Regions from separate parts of the Mus musculus genome. Here region 1 is linked to region 2. Evidence: chromatin contacts called from public HiChIP or PLAC-seq data. All regions are on one chromosome and are shown on one strand. The core of a region is the stretch at or near the end of the contact, and the rest is flanking DNA. Distances in the headings are between cores, read along the strand shown.

Region 1 (6,382 bases), core at 3,102-5,601, 560 kb after region 2:
CACGGTAGCACTCCACTCCTCCTCCTCCATCTTGCCCTGCACCCCTCCATTTGACCCTCAGTTCAAGCCTGGGCTTGTAGCTGTTGTCTGAGGTGGGGTAGGGGGCAGTCTTAGGGACTGAGCTCTCCAGAGAGACAGCATCAGAATGAGATTGAGTTAGAAGGTGCTCAGCTGGAGTGTGCTGCTTCTAGAACCATTGCCTGCTTGCCTGCTTAGAGGGTTGGAGTCATTTACTTCAGATACTTACTACTGCTGAGTGAAAGGACAGGAGAGTTCCCCTCAATGCAAATGCAGTTGGGATGACCTCTAGAACCCACACTTAGAAATACTGCTACATGACCATGCACAAATGTCTTTCTTTTTTTATAGGCAACAGAGCCCACCATCTCTTCTTTTCATGAGTGGGGTTTTTTTTTTGGGAGGGGGGGCAGGGTTTCTCTGTCCTGGAACTTGCTCTGTTGACTAGGCTGGCCTTGAACTCCACAGAGATCCACCTGCCTCTGCCTCCTGAGCTCTGAGATTAAAGCCGTGCACCATCACCACTGGGCTGAGTAGGACATTCTTTTAAGGGCCGTCTAGCCTGTCACTCCACTCCTCCCGGCCCTGTGGTCCCATACAGTACGATGGTTCAAAAGTGAAGGTCTGACTACGTGATTAAGCCCCACAGTGGGAAGTGTCTCAAGCAGGCCCATGGTTCTCTACTTCCTCCACTCTGGTCATTGCTCTGGCGTCCGTGACATCACACAATCCAAGTGTGTAGATATAGTTATGGTGACTGTTTTAAGGTCTCTTTGCTGTGATGAAAAACCATGGCAAAAGCAACTTGGGAAGAAAAAGGTTTATCTCACTCACAGTTCCATATTAAGCTCACCATCTGAAACACTGAGGCCAGGAACTCGAGCCAGGCAGGAATATGGAGTGGGGAGCTGATGCAGGGGCCATGAAGGAGTGCTGCTTGCCTACTCCCTATGGTCTGTCTGCTCAGCCAGCTTTCTTTTAGAACCCTGGACCACCTGCAGAGGAATGGCCCCACCCACAATGGGCCGGGCCCTACCCCGTCAATCAAAAATTACGAAAATGCCCTACAAGCCTCCTACAATCCAATCTTATAGAGACATTTTCTCAATTGAGACTCCCTCCTCTCTGATGACTTTATCCTGTGTCAAGTTGACATAAATCTAGCCGGCGCAGTGACTAATCAGTCGACCTTAATATAGTTTCTCCAGGTGGGTCTGCCTGATGAAGCCAACCTTTTACAAGCAGATTTTTCTCTCACTGTTAGCAAAGGATGATGCCAGGATGATAAGATGCCAAGAGGACTGGGTGGTTCTGACCTGCCATTACTGCTTTCAATGGGGCAGACACTTACACATGGGAAGAATCTATAAGAGGCTGAGAGAGGTTCTAATGAAGGTCACCAAGAAGATGGGGACTTCAGTGCCACAATGGAAGTGAAGTGGTTTCTGGAAACACATCCGAGTGGGTTTGAAGTGGTGTCCCTCTCCATCCCAAACTCTACCAGCAGAAACACCCTATCTTTAACCTGGGACACTCCGTGTAGCCAAGACAAGTACAACCTGAGACCTCAGAAGAGTGCAATCATGTGTGAGTGTTGCTTTCAGCTACTAACTTCATGGCAATCCATTTTATAGCAATGAAAAGCTCATACCTCCCAGCTTTCTAACCTTTCAATGAAAACTTCTGCTATACACTTACCAGGACCTGATATTTAATCCTTATAGCAGTTACTTCTTAAAGTATCACCACTTTACAGATACGATTCAGAAGTATTACATATTTTCCTTAAGGTCACGATAAGTAAAAGCATTCAGTGTAAACCTCCAGTGTCTGACTATGCTTCGGATACATTTGAAAGCGTATGCATGGAATTAAGGACCCTTCCTGACCTGGTCCTTTTAGCTTATCTTTGGCAGATTCTTCTTCATGTAACTCTGTGTGGCCCGGTGACTGCCATGTTCTCTTGATTCTTTTGAGTTTGAACATCTGATTCCTCTGCCTGCAATGTACCCCATCTCTTAGTCCTTTGGCAGTCCCAAATGGTTCTTTTTTTTTTTTTCTCTTGCCTCAGATGGTACCCTTGATGGGAAGGGAGCCTTTGCAGATTCTCCCAGATGGGGTCCAGGCTGCCAAGCAGCGTCCAGGCATGCTCTCTTACTACATGGTGACTTCCCTGGTCAGAAACACAAGGTATTGTGTTTGCCTGGTACTGGAAATGTCTCTTTTTTTTTTTTTTTTTTTTAATTTCTTACTTGTGTATTTTTATTTTTATTTTTTTTTCTTTTTATTTTTTATTTTTTTTTCCATTTTTTATTAGGTATTTAACTCATTTACATTTCCAATGCTATACCAAAAGTCCCCCATATCCACCCACCCCCACTCCCCTGCCCACCCACTCCCCCTTTTTGGCCCTGGTATTCCCCTGTACTGGGGCATATAAAGTTTGTAAGTCCAATGGGCCTCTCTTTCCAGTGATGGCCGACTAGGCCATCTTTTGATATATATGCAGCTAGAGTCAAGAGCTCCGGGGTACTGGTTAGCTCATAATGTTGTTCCACCTATAGGGTTGCAGATCCCTTTAGCTCCTTGGCTACTTTCTCTAGCTCCTCCATTGGGAGCCCTATGATCCATCCATTAGCTGACTGTGAGCATCCACTTCTGTGTTTGCTGGGCCCCGGCATAGTCTCACAAGAGACAGCTACATCTGCGTCCTTTCAATAAAATCTTGCTAGTGTATGCAATGGTGTCAGCGTTTGGATGCTGATTATGGGGTGGATCCCTGGCTATGGCAGTCTCTACATGGTCCATCCTTTCATCTCAGCTCCAAACTCCGTCTCTGTAACTCCTTCCATGGGTGTTTTGTTCCCAAATCTAAGGAGGGGCATAGTGTCCACACTTCAGTCTTCATTCTCCTTGAGTTTCATGTGTTTAGCAAATTATATCTTATATCTTGGGTATCCTAGGTTTGGGGCTAATATCCACTTATCAGTGAATACATATTGTGTGAGTTTCTTTGTGAATGTGTTACCTCACTCAGGATGATGCCCTCCAGGTCCATCCATTTGGCTAGGAATTTCATAAATTCATTCTTTTTAATAGCTGAGTAGTACTCCATTGTGTAGATGTACCACATTTTCTGTATCCATTCCTCTGTTGAGGGGCATCTAGGTTCTTTCCAGCTTCTGGCTATTATAAATAAGGCTGCTATGAACATAGTGGAGCATGTGTCCTTCTTACCTGTTGGGGCATCTTCTGGATATATGCCCAGGAGAGGTATTGCTGGATCCTCCGGTAGTACTATGTCCAGTTTTCTGAGGAACCGCCAGACTGATTGGAAATGTCTCTTGAGCTATGGTGAGCTGCTGGCAGGCCAGGAGGCTTGCTCATCATCACACCACTTGCACTGGACTTAGAGCACAGTGGGAACCCAGCAAATGTTCCAGGAAGGAATCATTCAATCGACCAAAGCACTTTCCAAGAAATAATGAGACATCCAAGGTCTTGAGGCAGGGGAGTGAGCTGTCAGATCTGGGCTTCCCTGGACAAGCCTTTCACTGAGAGGGTTTTAAGCTTCGATTAGAGTGGCTTTGAATTTCTTCTGTTCTGATACTTGATTCTCATCACTTCCAGACGACATTTAGATGCAATGGGAACAGTCATAGTAATAGCCTCGGTTTCCCCTTTGGAGTCAGGACTGGTGATCAATTTAGGTTTGGCCCTGACTTCTCTGTCAACAAGGCTGTGGGAAGTGGAGGGGCAAAGTGGGGACCTACAGATCTGACCTATGGGGAATTGGGTACCACCCTTAGATCATTGCAAATCTGATCATGGACCCCACTGTGGTTGAGGAAGACTGGAAGGTTTAGAGGCAGCGCTTACAAAGGTGAGCTGGTCAGGTAGTGGATCACAACGTCTCTAGTAGAAACTGTTAGGTGCCTCAGTTTCCCCGTCTGTGCAAAGTGCATTGTACAGAAGGCACAAGACCACGCACATCGGGTTAAGGTGTTTCCAACCAAGTCTAGAGGCAAGGCGTAGCTGAGCCCAGGGAGGCGCAGAGGTGCGGGCTCCAGGCGCAGAGCTGATGCCTAGAGGTGAAGGCTCCAGGCCTTGTATCAGAAAGGTCCCGGGAGTCCATCTTTGCTCTGAGTGGAAAAAACTAGGAACTGGACGCCAGTAACCTGAGCCAGGGGCAGACCCGTCCGCAGGGCTGGGAGGGGCGAGTTTGGGCGCCCCGCCTGCGGTGCTCTCAGCAGCGGCTCAGGGCGCTGGGGGGCGGGAAGAGGTGGAGCCAGGTGGGGAGGAGCAAAACCCGGAGGCCTCGGGCACCGCGGGCAGAGCCAGAGCCGCTGGAACCTGAGCCCCGGCGTGCTGCTTTGGGAGAGTCCGCCGTCCGAGCCGAAAGCAGCCGCTGCCCGATTTCAGTACATAGTCCGGGAGAAAGGCTAGTGAGGCCGGAGACAGGGTCACGGATTCTACTGCAGTTCGGGAGCTGCCAGGTTGCCCGCGCTGGCCCTGCTGCCCTAATTGCACCTAGCCGGACTTGCTCCTCACGTCCCGGTTGCGCCATGGATCCTTCGGAGAAGAAGATATCGGTGTGGATCTGCCAGGAGGAGAAGCTGGTGTCCGGCCTCTCCCGCCGCACCACCTGCTCGGACGTGGTGCGGGTGCTTTTGGAGGACGGCTGCCGGCGGCGCTGCAGGCAGCGGCGGGGCCAGCGACGGGGCTTGACGGAAGACCCTTCGGGCCAGTTGGAGCTGCCCGAGCCCCCGGACGAAAACGACGAGGATGACGACGACGCGATGCCCCCGGGCATGCTATGTGGGCCCCCGCAGTGCTATTGCATTGTGGAGAAGTGGCGCGGCTTTGAGCGCATCCTGCCCAACAAGACGCGGATCTTGCGCCTCTGGACTGCTTGGGGCGACGAGCAGGAGAATGTACGCTTCGTGCTGGTGCGCAGCGAAGCGTCGCTGCCCAACGCCGGACCGCGCAGCGCCGAGGCGCGGGTAGTGCTCAGCCGCGAGCGCCCCTGCTTGGCCCGGGGCGCCCCAGCACGGCCCAGCCTGGCCTTGACCCAGGAGAAGCAGCGGCGGGTGGTACGCAAGGCCTTCCGCAAACTGGCCAAGCTCAACCGGAGGCGCCAGCAGCAGCCGTCGTCACCTTGTTCGTCCACGTCGTCGTCCACCGCCTCGTCCTGCTCGTCGTCTGCTCGGACCCACGAGAGCGCGTCGGTAGAACGTATGGAGACGCTGGTGCATCTGGTGCTGTCGCAGGACCACACGATTCGCCAGCAGGTGCAGCGGCTCCGGGAGCTGGACCGCGAGATAGACCGCTACGAAGCCAAGGTGCACCTAGACCGCATGCGGAGGCACGGAGTCAACTACGTGCAGGATACCTATCTAGTGGGGGCCGGCATCGACCTGGACGGACAAACTCCTGAAGGGGAGCCGGAAGATGCGACACTGGAGGAGAAGGGGACAGAACCGGCGGCACCCCTGGACAGCGAGGCGCAGGCGGCAGCGTTGGAGGAGCTGGCCAGGCGCTGTGACGACCTGGTGCGGCTGCAGGAGGAGCGCGCCCAGCAGGAGGAGTTGCTAGAGCGCCTGTCCGCCGAGATCCAGGAGGAACTGAACCAGCGCTGGATGCAGCGGCGCAATGAGGAGCTGGCGGCTCGAGAGGAGTCCCTAGAGCCCGATGGTGGTCCGGATGGCGAGCTGCTGCTGGAGCAGGAGCGGGTCAGGACGCAGCTCAGCACCAGCCTTTACATCGGGCTGAGGCTCAGCACGGACCTGGAGGCCGTCAAGGCGGACTTGGATTACAGCCAGCAGCAGAGGGACATTAAGGAGCGCGAGCTTCAGGGCCTTCTCCAGAGTTTGCACACTTTTGAGCAGACGGTGGTGCATGATGGGGCTCTGGGTTCCAGCGGACCCTCTCGCGAACCTCAGCCTCAGACCTGTGCAGAAATGTGGGTAGACCAGGCCCGGGGACTGGCTAAGAGTTGCCCGGGCAACGATGAGGACTCAGATACTGGGCTGAGCTCCATGCATAGCCAAGACTCAGACTCGGTACCCCCTGTGTGTGAATCCCTTGTGTAGAAGTAGTAGGGAGCAAGCTTAGACGCTTGCAGAATGCACTGGTTTGGCCTGCTCAGGGACATGAAGTGAGGCCATGGGGGTGAGCTCAGAGTTCCCACGGATGGGTCTGGAGAGTGAGTGTGAAGGAGGGTCCTGGACAAGGAAGCCCTAAGCTTCTAAGCTTTAGAGGGAAGTGGAGTCAGGAGGTGAGAACCCCTCCCTGTTTTTTAAAAACACATTAGGTAAGTGATGAGGTCCAAGCCCATTTTCAAAACAAGAGAAAAGGAAAACAT
Region 2 (6,484 bases), core at 1,528-4,027:
AAAAAAGTTAATCGTAGTAATGTTAATTTTATATACTACTACTTTGCTAAATTATTAATTCTCAGTGTTGTTTGGTAGAATACTTTTTAAACTTATTCAGCATGTTTATGATAATTTTAAATACTTGACTGTTAATTTTACTATATCAGTCATTTCTGGGTCTGTTTTTATTGATGAATTTTTCTCTTGCTTATCAGACTAACGTGTGTGCCCCTCTCTGTGTGTGTGTGTTTATGTGTGTGTGTGTTTATGTGTGTGTGTGTGTGTGTGTGTGTGTGTGTGTACCTAGTCATCGTTTACCGACTGATAGCCTTTATGAACATTATACTGAAAAGTGCTTAGGAGGTTTTAATTTTTTAATGTTAAATGAGGAATAAAGAATGATCAAAAAGCAGTAAATAATGTTAAAATCACTCTGTTCCTTCCAAGGCTTACCTTTATGCTTCCTAGGTGTGTCTATGATACGTGTTACTCTACCACTAGTCTATCCCTGATAATACAGTCAAAGTTCCCTGTGGTCTCTACTAGCACCCAAGTGTGTGTTGGACACTACACACTCAAAGGACAATCTGAACATTGCCCGTCTGTGAAAGCATCAGAGCAGTGGCTCTCAACCTGTGGGTCATGACCTCTTGGTCAGCTCTCTATCTTCAAAAATATTTACATTGCGATTTATAACGGTAGCAAAATTATAGCTAGGAAGTAGCAATGAAATAACTTTACAGTTGAGGTCACCACAGCATGAGCTCGGTATTGAAGGGTCACAGCATTAGGAAGGTTGAAAACCTCTGCTCTAGAGACTGCTGAGCGGGCCACGGCTCTGCAGTTCCATCCCCACCCCCAACCAGGGGCCTTCTTTTTCTGCATCTTTGGACTCCTATTAAGCCACACATGCACTTTTACACTGATTTCTAAAGTTATTTCCCAGCATTCCCTCCTCTCCAGGGCTCCATCTTACACAGTGCTGCTGCCTCTGCCCGACCAAACTCTGAACTGCCTTTCAACTCAGTGAACCTACTATGGACTGTTTGGGTTCTTCCTTTCTGTCTGTGGTTAGGAAAGGACCTCAGGGCAGAAAGCATTGGCGGCCATTGGACTTCCTGTGTGGTTTTCTACTCTTATCTTTTACATTCTTCTCTGCTGCCTGTTGGTTAATATCTGGGAAAAGATGCTTTGCATATTTTGTCCTGAATTCTCCTGCTTTCTGGTGGGAGGTCAACTCCAAAATCGGTCACTCAAACATAAAATACAAATGAAAAGTGAACTTCAGCATAGTTGGCACTCTCATGACAGAGGAGAGACTTGATGGCATGAAACTATGAGGTGGAAGAGGTAACGTTATGGTTAGCATCCGTTCTTTACTTTTTGAAACTAGGAAAGTTGCAACTCGGCACTTACATGTCTCCCATAAATAAAGGTCAATCAGGCAGTTTTAGCAACATGAAAGTATTGTTGAGTGGATGATAACAATGAAGGCGGTGAAGAGAATTATGACACTAAGGGTTCATAGTCAATTTGACTAGGTGTAGAACCGCCAAGGAGACTCACCTTTGGGTCACCTACAAGGATGTTTCTAGAGAGGGTCAGCTGAGGAACAAAGACCTACCCTGAATGTGGACTGTCAGTGGGCTGAGCTAGAGAGCTGAAAGGGACTAACAAGGAGTGTGTGACAGCATTCATCTCTCTCTGCTCCTGACACACTCAGAGGTGAGAGAGCGAGCAGCCTTCCACAACACACCTTTCTTGCCACAATGGACAGTATCCTCAAACTGTCAGCCAAAACAACCCTTCTTCCCTCAAATTGCTTTTTCTTTTTTCTTTTCTTCTTCTTTTCTTTTCTTTTCTTTCTTTCTTCCTTTCTTTCTTTTTTTTCTTTCTTTCTTTTTTTGAGGTACTCTCATCTGGACTGACTTCAAACACTACCACCACTTCGCCACCCCCATCCCACCCCTCCACCCCACCCCCGTGTAGCCAAAAATGACCTTGAACTTGTGGTCATCCTATACTCCCCCCCACACACACACACTCTCAAGGACAGTGCTGGGGATCTAAGGCAGAGCCTCCTGCATGCTAAACAAATGCTATGTCAGCTGATCTCCAGCCCTTAAGTGACTCCATATCAGATATTTAGTCACAGCAAAACCATTCCCAATAGCTACCAATAGCTCATATACCAGGTACCGTTCAGACCTTGGACTGATTGTCTTTGCTCTTCCACAGTAATTCTGCACATAGGAATCATGGCAGCAGGGTATAAAGTCAGTTCCTCAAGCTCCTACACTCAGGGAGCACTCAGTGGCTCTGGCCCCACCCCCACCCCGTAATTTAGTGGCTGGAAGCAAAGATGCATCTCTGCCCAAAGAGAACACAGCCTCCTCCTGCCGTGATGCCACTCTCTGATTCTATCTTTACCTGAGCTTTCCCATCTGGCAAATTAAAGTGGAAAACAGCAAACTCCCTCCCCTGAGAGGCTGGGTTGTTAGATGCATGTTTTGTATTATTTTGCTCTGAATAACAGCGTATGTAAATGTGTCGCTGGAGGTTAAAATTACCCTTATTTTGTAACACTTGGCTGCTCCCACTGGGGTGAATAGTTGAAAATTATAGGGAGGCTGGAGAGGATGTTAGCTGACTTGGAATTACTTCCCTCCTTTCTCCCCACCCACCCCACAGTTCTATGCAGACACAAGCTGCCACTGTAGCATCCCTTCCCGTGACTAAGTTCTAGCTGGTTCTGCTGTGCAGCGAGCAGCACAGCACGGGTTAATCCTGGTATTAACATAAACTCCATCAGGTGTATGTGCAGGGGCAGATGTTCTTGCTGGGAAAACCGAAAGTCTCCTGTGGCACCTGGAAGCCCCCACCACACCTGGTTCCCAGCCAGATCACAAAAAGGTGTTTGGTCAACATGGGTGTGTTTCGGTGCTGGGCCATCCAGTTCATGTTTGGAGCTTGGCATGGCTCCTCAGTTTTAGCTGCCCCACGGGCCCTGCTTTGTTGGGCCGTCCCTATCTTAAACTGCTTTTTCCTGGCATTTGAATCATCCCTTCCATGATGTGATAATATCTGCAAGTTGGGAAAATAAAAGTGGCATTTGTTTAGCCATAATTAATGAAATATTTATGTTGCATGAGGCTATGTGATAAAATCCTTAGGCTTAGGGTCCTTTTGCTTCTGATTACATTTGGGATTTTTTTTTCTATGACCAGACATTCTGACGCCAGCTCTTTTACACTGAGCAGATGTCGTGTAGTAAAAATGGGTGCCAGATGCTGTGGGCCGCAGAAGGGCGATTTGTTTAAGAGCTGGCTCTGACTTTTTTTTTTTTTTTTGCATTCAATTACTAGGCAGAACAAACCTTACCCCATCGGTTAGGTAACCCAGCTAACTTCAGATATGCATTTTCATAATAGATTTTGGATTCAAAAGCAATGTAAGCAAGGATCTTGCCCCAGTAAAGGGTGTTTAAGGACTTCCTTGATTTCTGCATAATACCTTGTTTTGTTTTGCTTTGCTTTGCTTTGTTTTGAATGTGAGAAGAGCCCAGGCAGAGCTCTTGGCAGGAATCCAGAAATGTAATTAACGTGGAGGGCCAACTTTTCAGTGGCCCTGAGGTACTGCTTTCCCAAGCTCCTGGCAGGTGCAATGAGGGGTGGGCGGCAGGAAGCAAATGGGGTGAGGGAGGAGGAGGCAGCTGTGAGGCTGGAAGGAGGAGAAGGAGGCAGCAGTTTGGTGAGTTCTCTGGTTCTTGTTTCAGACCCTGTAGCTCCAGTGACAGAAGCCACCTCTTCTCCCACCTCGTCCTCTGCAGAGGAAGAAGCCGACTCCCAGCTTTCCTTAAGGATAAAGGTACCATCACTTGCAACACCATACAGTGCCTTCGCTGGCAGGGGCTCCTTACCCATCCAGGTTTCAGAGCCAATGTGGGCTCCAGCTGCAGAAGCCCTCAGGAGGATCAGGCCATGCTGCATCTGAGGAGTACCCTCCTTTATGTCTGGAACCCCTCCCCCAAGATTTGTCTTCTTAAAGACAAAAACCTCAGCACACGTCAGGGAAGGGAAAAAAGACATATTGACTTAAAACCATTTGGCAAATGCAGTGCTTAAAGTGGGTTTAATATGTGGTCCAATAAGCAAACCATTGAAAATTTTCAACAAGCAGATGTGTATTTCCCCAAGGGAAGCACAACTTCATTTAAGAAGCACTAGAGGCAGATTGCATGGAAAATGTTATGTTTATTCTATTCAAAGCTATGAAATGAAGCATGCATTGCACAGAGACGCGGACGCACCAGCACACCTACTGTGGACAGAACAGCCTGCATGCCACCGGGAAGACAGCCACCACCTTTGCTTAGTGGATGCTAATGTGTCTGGAGAGCACTTTCCAAATCTCTCATACCAATGTAGAGAAAACACAATGCTGTGTGTCTGCAGATGTGTCTATATATCTAATACACAGAGATGCGTTTGCCACAGAAGCCCACTGTTGTTTTTTCAACTTGGGACTGGAGTTCGTCCCCTCGGACTAGAAGGAATGGAGTGTTGAAGGGCTGGTCCTCACACGCTTCTGGGGCGGACTGAGGAGCAGCTCACGGTCCTGCTGCTGCTTATAGTTTTGGACCAGAGAGGTCTAGTGAAGGAAAAGAAGAACCACATTTACTCATCCTTACTCCACTTTTCCATATCTAGCCAGGGAAGCTTTGGCTTCAGTTTGAGTCAAGGGGCAGAGTGGGGTTCTCCATCTCTCTAAGGTGCATGTGAGCAAGTGAGTGTACACACACACACACACACACACACACACACACAGGAGGGCCGGAATTTCTTTTACTGTGGGCTTCTTGAGTTAACTGAATCCTCACGAGAAATGATTTATATCTGAATTAGGTTACCATGACTTCTGGGGGCTCCTTACTGCCCCTCATCCCCTCAAATGACCCTGTGTTAATTCTGTATTCAAATGAGACAGATCCCCGCCTCCATTTTCTTTACTCTCCTGGAGAAAGAATAAGCTGCCACTGGCCTGTGGAAGCAGCAAGGCCGTAATGTCCCAAAAGAACCTCACAAGCGGCTCCTTGTCATCTCGCTGGCCTAGCACATGGCCAGTTGTCACTTCAGAGTGCCCGGTGGTAAAGCATGACCATGCCACCTCCTGATGGGCCCCACTCTTCCAGAAAGTCTTCAAGTGGGAAGGGAGGTGTTTGGCCTCTGGGTTCTCTGGTTGGTTGGTTGGTTGGTTGGTTGCATTCAGATGTGTCCCCAGCCAAGGGTCACAACAGCCTGTTCAGATGCACAGGAAGCCGGAAGCAGGATGCCGAAGATAGGAGTTATGGCAGCTGATCCTTGGTTCTTCCCCCCCCCCACCCCACCCCCCGTGCTGACTCTCTTCTTGCCCAGCCCTTATCTTCTTTACTTGACTTCCTGCAACATCCTGTGCAGTACATAAAAGAACCCATGTATAAGGGTACCTGAGTATTTGCTAGAACATGCTTTAAATTGAAGATAATAATGACTTTCTATCCCCATGCACACACACGAGCACACGTGCACAGAGGATCAAATCGAGGACCTCACACATGCTCAGCAAGCACTCTGTCACTGAGCTGAACCCTGTGAGGAGGGGTCTGCTTCTGGAAGTCTGCACAGCACTGATGTGGTCTACCCTTCTCCAGATGTCCTAGTTTGCTGTGATGAACACCATGACCAAAACCAACCTGGGGAGAAAAGGATTTGTTTCAGCTTATAGCTTTCAGTCCATCATGAAAGGCAGTCAGGACAAGAGCTAAAAGCAGCAACCTGAACTGAAGCAGAGGCCGTGGAGGAACACTGCTCACTGGCTTGCTCTCCATGGCTCGATCAGCCCATTATTTTACACAATCCAGTACCAGCTGCCGAGGAGTGGGTCTGCCCACAGTGAGCTGAACCCTATCCTATGTCAATCATCAATCAAGAAGATGTCTTCCGGACTCTCCTACAGAGCATCTGTTGGAAGCATTTTTCTCAATTGAGGTTTCCTCTTCCCAGATGTCCCAGCATGCATCAAGTTGACCAAAAATTAATCAGAACACCAGAATTTGCATTCAATTGTCTCCATTTCGAGGACAATGACACTTCTGTAGGACTATAGGACCATAAAGTGGACGTCCTTGATTGCCAGTACGTGGCGTGGTGTGGCGTAAAGAAAGGCAATATTGCCTATGAAGAAATACTCACCTGGGCTCAGTTCGGAACTCTGCCCGTTACTAATTGTTTCAATTTGGGCAGGTTGTCTTTCTGAATTTTGATGTCCATATTTGTAAGGATGTAACATCTGAGGAATAAAGGAGACACCATGAAGTAATTAGTTCGTGGTCTGGCACACAGCACTCTACAAATGCTAGAATTTACAACGTGGGGTCATGTGATGGATGCTGCTGAGATGCTTGTAAAATAAACAACCCGGATCTCCATGTGGGCTGAGTGAGATCAGCTCAGGGCAGAGTGCA

What was found. HiChIP or PLAC-seq counts read pairs in DNA pulled down with a chosen protein or histone mark.
Region 1: an H3K4me3 HiChIP or PLAC-seq map of embryonic forebrain shows a contact between it and region 2, with 4 times the contacts expected there. The contact joins the promoter of Rassf10 here to the enhancer-like site in region 2. A contact is called at or near these places in 1 of 39 promoter capture datasets (embryonic stem cells), 1 of 484 Hi-C or Micro-C datasets (cortical neurons), 6 of 115 datasets of contacts at active chromatin or transcription factors (astrocytes, embryonic forebrain, embryonic midbrain and 3 more) and 1 of 9 other capture datasets (adipose tissue).

What each region holds. Positions count from the first base shown.
Region 1 is chr7:112,949,611-112,955,992 of GRCm38.p6, forward strand. Rassf10 (Ras association (RalGDS/AF-6) domain family (N-terminal) member 10) reads left to right here and starts at 4,352. Exons shown (of 1, transcript NM_175279.3): 1 at 4,352-6,382. The coding sequence starts at 4,584. The coding sequence ends at 6,110.
Region 2 is chr7:112,387,509-112,393,992 of GRCm38.p6, forward strand. Micalcl (MICAL C-terminal like) reads left to right here. Exons shown (of 10, transcript NM_001381862.1): 5 at 3,758-3,849. It overlaps Gm51494 (a long non-coding RNA gene), which reads right to left. Exons shown (of 3, transcript XR_003946861.1): 3 at 6,094-6,309. Among named protein-coding and RNA genes, the nearest start is that of Micalcl, 16 kb to the left of the region's middle. Within about 2 kb of position 2,778, at least 73 of the 459 cell types and tissues checked have an H3K27ac peak or open chromatin away from gene starts, as enhancers often do. A contact at or near this core is called in cortical neurons, embryonic forebrain and stem cell-derived neural progenitor cells, where this site is marked.